Linked DNA regions of Mus musculus: region 1 is linked to region 2. A link is a contact called in public HiChIP or PLAC-seq data. All regions are on one chromosome and are shown on one strand. Each heading gives the region's core, a stretch centred on a gene start, on an enhancer-like site or on the middle of the called end of the contact. The rest is flanking DNA. Distances are from core to core; before and after follow the strand shown. Region 1 has its middle 3.6 kb from the start of Gm34853. Region 2 has its middle 13 kb from the start of Gm34474.

The links. HiChIP or PLAC-seq counts read pairs in DNA pulled down with a chosen protein or histone mark.
Region 1: an H3K27ac HiChIP or PLAC-seq map of the HPC-7 cell line shows a contact between it and region 2, with 11 times the contacts expected there. The contact joins two enhancer-like sites. A contact is called at or near these places in 6 of 484 Hi-C or Micro-C datasets (LSK cells, erythroblasts, granulocyte-monocyte progenitors and 3 more), 7 of 115 datasets of contacts at active chromatin or transcription factors (the HPC-7 cell line, T-cell acute lymphoblastic leukemia, a beta-TC-6 cell line and 3 more) and 1 of 9 other capture datasets (embryonic stem cells).

The regions. Positions count from the first base shown.
Region 1 is chr8:35,429,742-35,436,244 of GRCm38.p6, forward strand. No RefSeq gene overlaps it. Among named protein-coding and RNA genes, the nearest start is that of Gm34853, 3.6 kb to the right of the region's middle. Within about 2 kb of position 4,255, at least 69 of the 459 cell types and tissues checked have an H3K27ac peak or open chromatin away from gene starts, as enhancers often do. A contact at or near this core is called in the HPC-7 cell line, bone marrow-derived macrophages, granulocyte-monocyte progenitors and 1 more, where this site is marked.
Region 2 is chr8:35,202,774-35,208,826 of GRCm38.p6, forward strand. No RefSeq gene overlaps it. Among named protein-coding and RNA genes, the nearest start is that of Gm34474, 13 kb to the right of the region's middle. Within about 2 kb of position 3,073, at least 89 of the 459 cell types and tissues checked have an H3K27ac peak or open chromatin away from gene starts, as enhancers often do. A contact at or near this core is called in the HPC-7 cell line, bone marrow-derived macrophages, granulocyte-monocyte progenitors and 1 more, where this site is marked.

The DNA of each region.
Region 1 (6,503 bases), core at 3,005-5,504, 230 kb after region 2:
AGTACATCATCTGTTGGTAGGAAAATGTCTTCATGAAACTCCATATTTTGTACAATAACTACAAGCTAACAAAGGGGTAGTAGTGGTGCTAGTGGTGTCACATGCCTTTAATCCCAGCACTTAGGAAGCATAGACAGGTGGACCTCTGAGTTTGAAGCCAGCCTGCTCTGCAGAATGAGTTCCAGGACAGCCAGGCCAACATAAAGAAGCCCTGTCCCAAAAAAATAAAGAAAGAGGGAAGGGGAGGGAGATGGGAGAAAGAGGAAGGAGAGGGGAGGAGAGGGAAGAGAAGGAAGAGAAGAGAAGAGAAAAGAAGAGAAGAGAGAAAAGAAGAGAAAAGAAAGGAGAAGAGAAAGGGAAGGGAAGGGAAGAGAAGGGAAGGGGAGGGGAGGGGAGGGGAGGGGAGAGGAGAGAAGAGAAGAGAAGAGAAGAGAAGGAGAAGAGAAAGAGAAGAGAAAGAGACGAGAAAGAGACGAGGAAGAGACAGGAAGAGACGAGGAAGAGACGAGGAAGAGAAAGAGAAGAGAAGAGAAGAGAAGAGAAGAGAAGAGAAGAGAAGAAAAGAAAAGAAAAGAAAAGAAAAGAAAAGAAAAGAAAAGAAAAGAAAAGAAAAGAAAAGAAAAGAAAAGAAAAGAAAAGAAAAGAAAAGGTTTCCCATTGGAGAAGTCCTGGATTCCAAGCTCAGAGGACACTGTGCACACAGAGCTGCGAATGCTGTTCTGTACTCCTTGGATCAGCTTCTTTCTTGTCTTGAAAGGACCGCAGGTCTCATCGTGCCCAGGTGTCTGGCGAGGAGAAAGATCAATGTGGAGTAAGAAGAGTATCATTCACATTACTCATTTCATAGTGAGGTCAAATAACTTCTCAAACAGCACACCGGAAGTGGATGAACTACAGGTCACGTCTAACTTTTGCCAGCGCTCTCCTACTCTGCACTCTTGACCTCCAAGGTCAAGACAGAGAAATGCGGAGAGGTCCATCGGCTACCCACATGACCTACCCGAGTGAGCCAGGCCAGCTCTGGGCAGACACTCCCTGTCACGTCCCACAGCTAGATCAGTGTGGCCAAAGGGTGACACACGTCACAGCGTCTGACACCCTCATCCCTTTGCCTCGGTTTACAAACCTGAGCTCTGGGGCGCACAGGCAAACCTCATTGAAGCTCCGTGCAGTTAACACAGACTTCCGCTTGCGACAGGTTTCCTTCCCACACTGGCTGTGGTTTTTCTCTTCCGGTCCCTGACCCCTTTCTTCTTTTGTTTTACGCTAAAAGCTTTAGCCGGAAAACGTAGAGCCAAAGGAATGGAATAAACGTTAGCTTCAGCCTACAAAAAAGGAGTCCTTAATAGTGGATGTGAGAAAGTACTTCACTGAATAACCAGTTCGTCCTGAATTATTTAGATAATCTTTTATTTCATTTTATTTCTGGAAGCTCAGACACAGAACAAAAGCATGCCCTGGGCTAAATGCAGAGACAAAAGTGCAGAGTGTTTTGTTTTGTTTTGTTTTGTTTTGTTTTGTTTTGTTTTGTTTTGTTTTGTTTTGTTTTGTTTCTGAGTCCTGCTCCACCTGCTGAACTTCATGCCCTCCTAGCTTTGAGACCAGAAGAATTCAGACCTGTGGGAGAATGCATTCTACGAAGGGAATCAGAGTCAACCTCTATGCCTGGGAAGTACTGACCAATTGGTCCCAAAATTGGCCTAGGCTTTCTCAGTGAACGCAGGAAATCTTGTAGCCTAGGATAGCCCTCAGTCCAGGCAAACTGAGTTGTTGACCATCCTGGGACACACAGGGGTTCTGTGGGAAATGCAGGGGTTCTGGGGGATGGGCATACCAGCCTTTGGGTTCTTTTCCTTCAGCTGGTTTTTGTTTGTTTGTTTGTTTTTTGTTTTTGTTTTGTTTTGAGACTGTTTTGTTTTATAGCCCAAGCTAGCCTCAAACTCACCAACCTCCTGCCTCAGCTACCTGAGTGCTAGGTATCTACCACTGTCTCATCCTACCTTAGCAGAAGTAGAGTAATCCAGAACCCTGGTGGGCCTGATGCCCCATGCGGATACAAGGGGAAGATGCTGTGTGCAGAAGGTAGGGTGTCTAAATGTACCCATTAAAATGTTCTCCTACTGCTCTGATGTATATATGTGCATTAGCGTATATATAATCACACAAGTCCAACCTGACAACTGCAGAATTTTTTTAAAAATAAAAACGACAAGAAGGAAGTCCTTAGTACGCATAATCGTTTTGAGACTTCAAGGTTTTAATATAACCTTATGCCTAAGAGCTAACCATGCTAGTCTTTTCCAGGATAAAGATCGATAAAATGAGGCTGTGAAGCTATCTTTCACTTAACAATATAGGATCAAAGCTGTGTCAACAAGGATGCTTTTATGACGTCATTTCAATGAGCACCACAGAATATTCCACATCGCACCAATAGCACAGTTTACACAACTTTGATTTAGTAGCATGTTTCTGCTGCTTTTAATAATCCTTCCAGTGTTATCACTGTCTAAGTGCTGAAGACCCGGTGATATATTTAGCACGAGGGTAGAGCTTTGTGCCTCGCTTGGCGCTTGGATCCAAGCTCAGTGAAGAGACAGGGAAAGCTTCAAGGATGTGTGGCTAAGTCAGCTCCCAGAAGGATCTCACAGAGCTGTGAGCAAAGCCACGTCTTACTCCTTCCACTGTCACCAGGCCCCAGACCTAGCCAAAGTCTTATGACTGGGGTGTGGCTTCCAACACTAAAGTCCCAAGTGCAAACTGTGGGCGTGAAGGAAGCCGGGCAAGGAGGACCCAGGGCTTCTTGTTTTGGCAAGGCAGATAACTAGTGAACTGTACAAATGGGAACACTGTTCAAAGACATTTCTAGCCTTGTCACCTTAGAACTCTGCTGTGGGGAGTTGGAAGGTATGATGAGGAAGAGAAAGACACGAAGCCGTAAAGCTCCTGCTTTCTGGGCTCCATTCCAGAATCATTATTGGGGTTGGGGTGGGTGGATGGGGTGATGTAGACAGGGCGGTGTTGACTGGGAGCTTTTAACTGTTGAGGCTGATGGTGCACAGACACACGATGGACTAATGACCCTTTCTCTAGTAAACACTGAAAGCTTTTTTTAACAAAAGCAGTACATGTTTAGAAGGCAGTAAAAGTGTGGGTGGGGATGTAGGCTAGAACATCATTTCTGGACCCTAAGCAGTAAGCTTTCTCTGTGGGTCACAACCCAGACAACAAAAGACCTTTGGCTAGCAATTGTTTTTCATTTGCAACTATTATTTTTTCCAACAGTCCCCAAGGAATAAAAGAAGTTTTTTGTTTGGTTGGTTGTTTGGTTGTTTTTTTTTGCACTTAAACTGGGTCAGAATAAGATCCTACTGCTGCACTCATAACGTTCACTCTACCTAGAAACTGTTCCGTTGCCACTTGCCACATTTAGTGGCTCAGCAGATAGGCCACTAGACTATTTATCTGGAGTTGCATGGCTTCTCAGGGTTACCAGCAAATAAAACCCATGCAATTCCAGATAAATAGCATATATTTATTTTAATACATGTGTCTATGCAACATGCAGGGCTTACTCATGTTAAAACATATCACTGATCTGAAATTCCAATGTAAGTGGGCATCCACATTTCATCTGGCTCCTCTACTCCAGTGGCTTATAAAATGTAGGTGATTCCACCTGCCCCACCCTACTTTACCTCATGCCATGCCTCAGCCTACCCAAAGTGACCAGACTAAAGTCATGTAATCATGAGTCTGGATATTTCATGACTGCCCTTCTCCGTCTTCCTGGAAAGGCATTCTCCCACAGCTGGGTGGCTTTGAGCTGTGTATCCTGCCTAGTTTCTGGTCACGGAAGGGAAGTGTAGAAGGAGAGAATTATCTGCTTGTCACCAAGCAAATCTGCTCTCTAAGATGAGACATCCCACACATCCACCCAACGGAGCTGAGGTTCAAACTCTTCCGATGCACACATCATTATTGCTGCCACAAAGTCTACACATACAAATAGGTGTGATAGAATGTCGTCTTCAAAGGAAGAAGAGCAGTCACATGCTGGCGAGCAGGAGGTAGTTGGCATCCAACTTCACTCTGGCAACCCTGTCTCCACCTGTCACTATCCGTTCCAGATTATCAAGGCTAAGATGATGGAGTTTCCAATGTTAGAAAGTCGTCCATTTTCCCAAGTGCCTATCACTTGACAGCTCATTAGCATCCTGACTGGACGTGAGCCAGAGGAAGGAAGTGATAAACCACCATGAGTCAACATGTTTCTTGCCAGAAGTTCTCGTAAAGGGAGCAAGAGTTGTGTGAGGGAGAGAAATCAGAAGAGAAAGTTTTAGGGGTCGTGGGGATTTCTCCTTGCCCTCCAAATCAGAAATAAACAAGGCTTATCTCTTAAGGTTGACTTCTCCAGACAGAATGTTCTAGAAAGACTCTCAATTCTGTTGCCCACAACCATAAGAAACATCCACCTTCCATTCTTTCTATTCTGCTGTGAGGTTAAACAAAGGGCAGAGAGTGGGCAAACACAGTGACTTTTTGAGCTGGGTGTAAGATCCAGGTGGGTGAGAAGGAAGGTGGCATTCCTCAGGAGACAACCAAAGGTTCACAAAGTCACTGTCAATGGGTATGCTTGATTATAAGAGCAGAGTCTCCCCCCAATGTAGATGAAGGAGGAGTCTAGCCAAAGAATGACATCATTTGCAGTACATAAAAAGAGCCCTTTGCTTTTGTTTGTTTGGTCTAGCGTTAGCCTTAAATGGGAAAGACAGTCACAGGAAGGGGTAAATACCCTCAAAGTGCACTGACGCGCATGCCTGAAAATGTTATAGTGAAGCTCACTGTACACTGACTAAAAATTAAAAGTTGTAAGTAAGGATCCTATGGATTTAGTGCTTCATAATAGGGGGAAGGGGAAAGAATTGAAGTTCAGGGAAAAGAGGAGAGCCAAGCAAACATGTCAAAGAGAAAGATGGTCAGAGAGAAAACTGCCCCAACCAGAGACTCAGCTAAGGTGTTCTACAATAGTAACCTCAGCAGCCATATAGAAATGATTTATTATGGAAAATTCAATCATATACAAAAGAAAACAAGATAGTATAATGAACCTCAGGGTGCAATTATTCTGTGCTTCAATTTTTGTCTTTAAGATTTATTTTACTTATAGAAGTACACTGTAGCTGTCTTCAGACACACCAGAAGAGGGCATCAGAACTCATTACGGATGGTTGTGAGCCACCATGTGGTTGATGGGAATTGAACTCAAGACCGTTGGAAGAGCAGTCAGTGCTCTTAACCGCTGAGCCATCTCTCCAGCCCTTGTGCTTCAATTATTAACTTAGTCTCATCTAATCAAATTGTCTGCTCACTTGCCCTTCTAGCATGGGCCATTTTGAAGGAAATTCCAGACATTATATTTTATCAATTAATATTTCAGTACAGCATTAAGATTTAACTCGCCAGTTCTGATCTGTATGGCTTCTCCAAAGTTAGCCAGTTTCCACCCAATCTGTTCCTACAGGAGCCTACAGAAGGGGCAGAATGGAGAGGAAGCCACGTATCGAATGCAGATTGACCACCAGAACTCCTAGAGACCTGTAGGACATAGACATCAGGTGAGACTACTTGGGCTACCAATCATTTAAACTTCAAGCAAGTTCTTTTGTGCTCACAAATCCCAGGTACATTTCAAACAAGACTGTCATAGTTCGAAAGAGTCACCAAAGATCATGTGTTGTATGTATGTATGTATGTATGTATGTATGTATGTATGTATGTATGTATTCTATCTATCCTATCTTATCCCTCCCTCCCTCCCTCCCTCCCTCCCTCCCTTCCTCTCTCCCTCCCATCCATCCATCTATCTATCTATCTATCTATCTATCTATCTATCTATCTATCTATCTATCTATCTATCTACCTACCATATATCCTATCCTATCCTATCCTGTCCTGTCCTGTCCTGTCCTGTCCTGTCCTGTCCTATTTATACTACCTATCTATATTTGGTTTCTTTGAGACAGGGTTTCTCCATGTAGCCCTGGCCATTCTGAAACTCACTCTTTAGATCAGGCTGGCCTTGAACTCAAAGATCTACCTGCTTCTGCTCTCATGCTGGGATTAAAGGCAGACACCACTACCACCATCCATTGTATGTGTTGTACCTTCAATCCCCAGTGTGGAGGGATGATTAGAACCTGAGATTTCTGGCCTCCCACATGGGTAAATGCCATTAACATAGGAACAGGTTAGTTACCTCGAGAGTGAACAATTTCAAACCAGCTCAGCATCCTCTCACTCACTTTTCCGTCTACTTTCTACCACGGGATGATCTAGCTCAGAGTCCTTTACTAGATCACCCCATCTTCACAGTATCTAGAACTCTGGGATACTCTGTTGTATCATATAATGTGGATGAAGAGAGAAACAGCCAACTTTTGCATTATTCAAAATAGGCCTGAAGAAACCAGGAGTTCTTTATGTGTATTTGTTTTCTTCCT
Region 2 (6,053 bases), core at 1,823-4,322:
ACAGTCATCCTATGTCACAGCTTGCCTCTCCTCCCGTGGGCCTGCTGTACTTCCTGCCTCCTGGCCTCTGACAGCGCCCAGGGAAGAGGATTGATGGTCCCGTCACTGGGTGCATGATGCTTTTACTACTGGGTTTCTGGGTTCCATGTGGAGACAGGAAAGACTACCCACAGTCATCTCTAGCTATCAATCAAGAGCAGTGGGAGGGCAGAGACAGAGCTGGCACGGTCCACCCTGTGTAGGCAAGACAGGCCTGGGCCCAGTGGGTACTTTGCACAATCTTAAGGAGAAAAAAAATTTTTTTTTAAAAAAATGCTCTTCAAAACCAACATGGACTAAAAGATGATAAACTGGTCCAAAAGCCACCCTACTTGCGAGAGGGATGAGGAGGCCAAAGCTGGCGGAGCAGAACCGTAGGATGCTCTTCTTGTCTCAGGCAGTGCAGAGGAGCAGGCTGCAGACTCCCTAAACTGTGGTCTCTGGGGATAGGGAGAAGCTTACAGCTACTTTCTCTGAAAGGTCTCTGGGGATAGGGAGTAGCTTACAGCTACTTTCTCTGAAACAAGAACAGGTAGTTGGTGACTACTTTAGCACCTATGTACTTAATTTTTATCATTTAGTGAGAATCTTTCCCTTCCTTCCTCCCTACCTCCCTTCCTTCCTCCCTCCCTCCCTTCCTTCCTCCCTTCCTTCCTTCCTCCCTATCTTTCCTTCTTTCTTTCCTTTCCTTTCCTTTCCTTTCTTCCTTCCTTCCTTTCTTCCTTTCTCTCTCTCTCTCTCTCTCTCTCTCTCTCTCTCTCTCTCTCTCTCTTTCCTTCTTTCTTTCAATCAGAGCTTAGTGCACCTTTGCTAATTTTTCTCAGAAAATCCTGAAGTCAAAGGAACGGCAACCCAGTTTCCAGACCTTTGTCTCAGCCTTGCAATCACCTCTAGGCATTCTGGGTAAGCAGACAAACAAGCACGAGGCTGGGCGAGCAGGAACCACCCCACCGATTTCCTTTTTCAGACTTTCTTCATCAGGGAATTAGGACAACAGCGACTTAACAACAAGGGTTTGGTCTCCATAAAATTATTAATGTCACTTGAAAATACAGTAAGTTGAAAATTCACTGCGTACAGTTAAAGCAATCAGGTCACGGTAGAGCTTTCTTTCTTCCTGTCAGGGCAACAAGGCTGATGGGAGCTGAAGCTTCCTGCCCCACCCAACACGTAGAGGAGAGCCATTAAAAAGTCAAGATATGGTGTCTCCTGAATGGACATTTCATTCTTGCTACAGGAATAATAGTGATAATAATAATAATAATGTCAAATCATTAAAATTCAGAAGCCTGAGTAGTCATCAATTTATATTAATAAAGGTTGAAAACTCAGCCCCACACGAAGATAATCATAGACCATGGAAACTAAATGGGACAACAGGGTTCAGTTAGTCCCCCTCGCCCACATTTCACAAGGTGGATACAGACAGGAAGATATGCTGAGCTCAAACAGCAAAAGACTTGGTGGAATCCTGCAGCTATTTCCTCTAGAGGACAGAGACACAGTTTAAGGTCCTTTTTAAATAGCCACCATTTTCCAGTTTGGCTCTTTAGCAGCAGGACAGCAAGCAGAAGGACGGGCACAGAAGTGAGGCGAGCACTTTGAAGCGACAGGCACAAAGGGAGAGGGGCGTGAGGAGGCCACCTGAGCTTAGTTAGATAAATTCCTCTCTAAGCAAATCCTCACAGACAGGAAAGGGCATAAAATATTTATGTATGAATGGATATATTGAGTTGCTCATGCCTTTTTAAAAATGTCGTAATGTATGGATGCAGTTATATATCTTAATTGCTAATTCAATAAACATTATTAGCATCTACTAGACTAAACCCGTAGGGATTAGAGTAAAAGTGAGGATATAAATATTCATAACGAGAAGGGCAAACATTCACTGACGGTTATGCTTGATAGGCTGGACAAGCCTTGGCTTATTTACCCAGAACACTAAGTATGGTTCTTTCCCCACTTTATAGGTGAGGAAATGGAGACTTAGGGAGTGACGGAACCTGCCCGTGGTGGCAGAGCTGGAAGGTCTCAGGGCAGGTGGGTGGCAGAGCTGGAGGACGGTAGAGCTGAGGGTCTGACTCGGACTAGTGGGGTCCCTAACCATTAGGCTCAAGAAGCTTACATGAGAACTCTTCCCCACGAATTTGGACTAGACTAGGTGGAACTCATCCGAGCAAACATCACTCCCGCCAGGTCAAGACTCACAATGAAGGGAAGAAAAAAAATGAGGTAGGGGTCTTCAAATGGAAGAATGGAAAGGAAGGCTTCGGGGAGGAGGAACTCACAGGCAGGGGTGAGCAACGCAGGTGAGAGGAACGTGGGAAAGTGCACCTTAGAAACGGTGGGGCGGGGCTTAGCAGCCGCAAGCAACACATGCTAAGAAATGATGCGAGGGTTGGACTGCTCACATCCCAAGGGAATCAGCGCGTCTTGAGTTCAGTGTAAGAGGAACATGTCTTGATGCAACGAGGATGGAGCAAGATCTGGAGATGACAAGGTCACTAGTGGCCACTGGAGCGCCTCTTCATGGAAGCAGGCAGCGCGGCTGTCTGTCTGTCTAGCCTTCGAGTTGTGAGCTGCCAAGAGCTGCGGAAGCTGCAGAAAATAATTCATCTTTCCTTCCCATTCCCTTGGGTTTTAGCGACTCTGGAGTCTGGAGATCAGCAATAGACTACAACCAGGAGGTCTGTAAGGAAGGGGAGGCGTGACCAAGGAGAGGCTGGCTCCTAAAGGAAGCGTTTCTGTCCAACGTTTCTGTGTAGTGAGTCTGCCTTCAGAGAGCTGAGTGCTTGTTTAGCTAAGTCATAGTTTTCACACTAAGGACCATGAACCAGGCTAAACCACAGACACCAGCCAGCTGCATGACCCCGGTGCCTCTGGCAATGGCTGTTCATCTTTTCTAGTTTGCAGCGTGGGTTTTGTCTCATTCCCACTTCCTGCCCCTAATTCCTCTCTAACCTCCTGCTGTTTCCTCTGTTCCTGAGGGTTACCCATGTCATTCCTCACACGTTGGAAGCGCAGCGCCCCCTTGTGATTATGACCACTTACCTTGGACACTCTCAGAAAGCTGAACAAAGCAAAGAACTGTGGCTCCACCTCAAAAACTCGCAGCCTTGTCCTACCAGCTCCCCAAAACCATTAGCGCCACTGAATCGATTTTATTTACTAAAGTTTAAGATCCACTGTCCTGGGAACGGAGATCCTGGGAGCATAGCAGCTCAGAAGAAGGCCCAGTGACAGCCGTGGACACGCCTCCACTCTTCCCGTTTTACATCTCAGATGTGTTTCCCTTACCAGGGATCAGTTTCTGAGGATGGAAATGGCGTCTCCAGCTCCCAGAGCCCAGGGGACATTTATTAGATACTGTGAAGATGACTTATTGTTAAAGGGTCCCCTTCCCTTCTTTCTTTCTTTTTCTTCTTCCTTCTCTACTGCACCCCTCCCCCCCAGCCCTGGTTGGCATTGAGCATAAAACATAGGTTTTAGAAAGCGGTTAATGTTTAAAGGGGAACTCATCAGGTTAGGCAGGGCATGGGCAGGTTGCTCAACTGACAAACAAATCCACCTGCTTTGTTGCTCCCTAAGCTAACAGGAAGCAGCCAGGAGATGGTCACTCACCCAGCAGTGGCTCACACCACCTGGCAAGCCACCGACAGGGCGACAGCACAGCGTGCTGCAATAGCAAGAGGCTATAAATAGACTTTTCTAAGAAGCTGCGGGCTGGTGCTGGACAGGCCTGATGCGGAGGCCTGGTGTGTTGCCCTTCAAACAGATAGGGAACAGTTCTAGAAGGACACTATAGAATGTAAGCCTCCTCCCAGTCCCTCTTCTTTCCTATTTTGTTACCTATGCCTGAGAGTCTCCATTGGGCTCCTAATTGCTGGTTCCTAGCTTAACAATACTGGAGACAAGGGCAGAAATCCCTTGGTAGGTCTTCATGAGGGGAGCCTCGTTCTTATTGCCCCATACTTGTCTAGCTTCTTACTCCTTATGCATGACCCTCTCTGTTGGTCGACTGATGTCCTTCTCGCCTTTTCCACAAGACTAATTCCCCTACTCCTCCATTTGTTCATGTTTTCCCTGTTTGGACTCTTTGAATGCATTCCCCTTTGTTTATAATTGTGGTCTGCATTTTAAGCACATACACCGGTTCTTTACAGACCAAATACATGCATGTCTACCAGTCTGTGTGAAATATAAGAAAAGCTTACTTTTCATGGATAACCTGTGATAAACAAACATGAGCAGGAGTTTTATATTCTTCCCTGCCCACCACCAGGTCATTTTGCAGATTCTGTAGCGGATATCACTGAGCACAGTACCAGATCACTGCTGGGCTCTTGAGGTTGGTTCCAAGTCATGCATTTATCCACTCATTCATCATTTTAAGTGACTACTGTGCTCAAGCCCTGGGCTAGGCTTGGGAGCTAATAGGAAGGAGGCCCAACCTCTATTGCTCGGGAGCTCAGACTGTGGGAAGAGAGGTACACATAAAATAACTCCTTAAAGGGAGAAGAGAGAAATAACTGCCCATGAGAGTCAGGAGAAGCCTCACAGAGGATTATTTGTACTGTGGTGAAAGAAGAGTGGGGGTTTGCTCTGTTATGAAATGGAGAGAGGCCCTTCTAGCACAGGGAATGCAAGGGCACAAAGGTGAAGGAGGAGACAAAGGAGGAGGAGGAGGGGAGAAGGGAGGAGGGAGAAGGAGGAGGAGGAGGGAGAAGGGAGAAGGGAGAAGGAGGAGGGAGAAGGAGAAGGGAGGAGGGAGGAGGAGGAGGGAGGAGGGAGAAGAAGGGAGGAGGGAGAAGGAGAAGGGAGGAGGGAGAAAAAGAGGGAGGAGGGAGAAGGAGAAGGGAGGAGGGACCATGTATTGAGAAGCTATAAGCAGGTTACTAGACAGGCGGGACATGCAATACAGTGACACAGACAAGCACTGGAATGAATAGCTAAGGCCAGATCATGCAGACCCTTATCTACAGTGTCATTAAATCCAGCTTTCATTCCGAAGTTAGTGTGCGTCACGGATTTGTCAAACTCTGCTCTTTCCCAAGTGGCTTTTAACCCGTATCTCCAGAGTTCCCGGGAAGGAAGGCCCTGCCATTGACTTTCTCTCTTTGTACTTTTGTTAAGAAAGTGATGTCTGTGCAGCATTCCCACAGAAAACACTTATCTCTGAGGCTCATTAACCCACCACATTCCTTTCCTGAGACACTTCACCACAGAAATGGTCTTCCGGGACTTCTGCTCCTAGAATCTACCATTATCCTGTGTGTAATGGTTGCTAGGCATGGACCCCGCAGGCTTTTCATGTCTAAGGTACTCTTTCTCGGGAGGAAAAATATCACAGATGATTCATTCCCTCGTGGTTGGTACCTTTCTGTTGTTTTGCCAGGGAGGACCACTAACTCCCTCAAGCCTTCTAGGCTTCTTGCTTTGTGTCCAGGGTCAGGCGTTTCCAGGATCCTTCCTCCATGTTGGAGGCGTGGTTTGTGTTGAGGCACCAGCCCTCTCCTCTGCTGTGCTCTGCCATGTGCTGAGACCACTGGGCTGAGCTCTGGGACTTATCCTTACGTGCAAAGATGAAATAAAGTGAAGAACACCATGATCCAGAGAGAACGTGTATTGAAATAGAAATGACAGTGCTTGTGCTCTGGGCTGGGAATGACTGTTACAGATGATGAAATGAGGAGACAAAGGGGCCTCTGGAAGTACGTGACTTCCAGGACAGCTGACACTCTGTGCAAGAGGAGGCTGTACTAGAACAGGAACCGGAACTGAACAGGAAGTGAACGTGCTAGGCTCAGCCCTCATGTTGAAAGGCACACATCCTCTCTGCAAAAAAAAAACAAAAAAAAAAAACAAAAAAAAAAAAAAAAAAAAAAAAAAAACCAAAGACAGGAGCTCATTTGCCATCTCAGAACCTTGTGCCACATAGCTGCATTACTGCACTGTATCTCAGTTCTTGGCAGCCATGGAAAGAGGTATCCAGTAGCCACCACCTCCTGTGT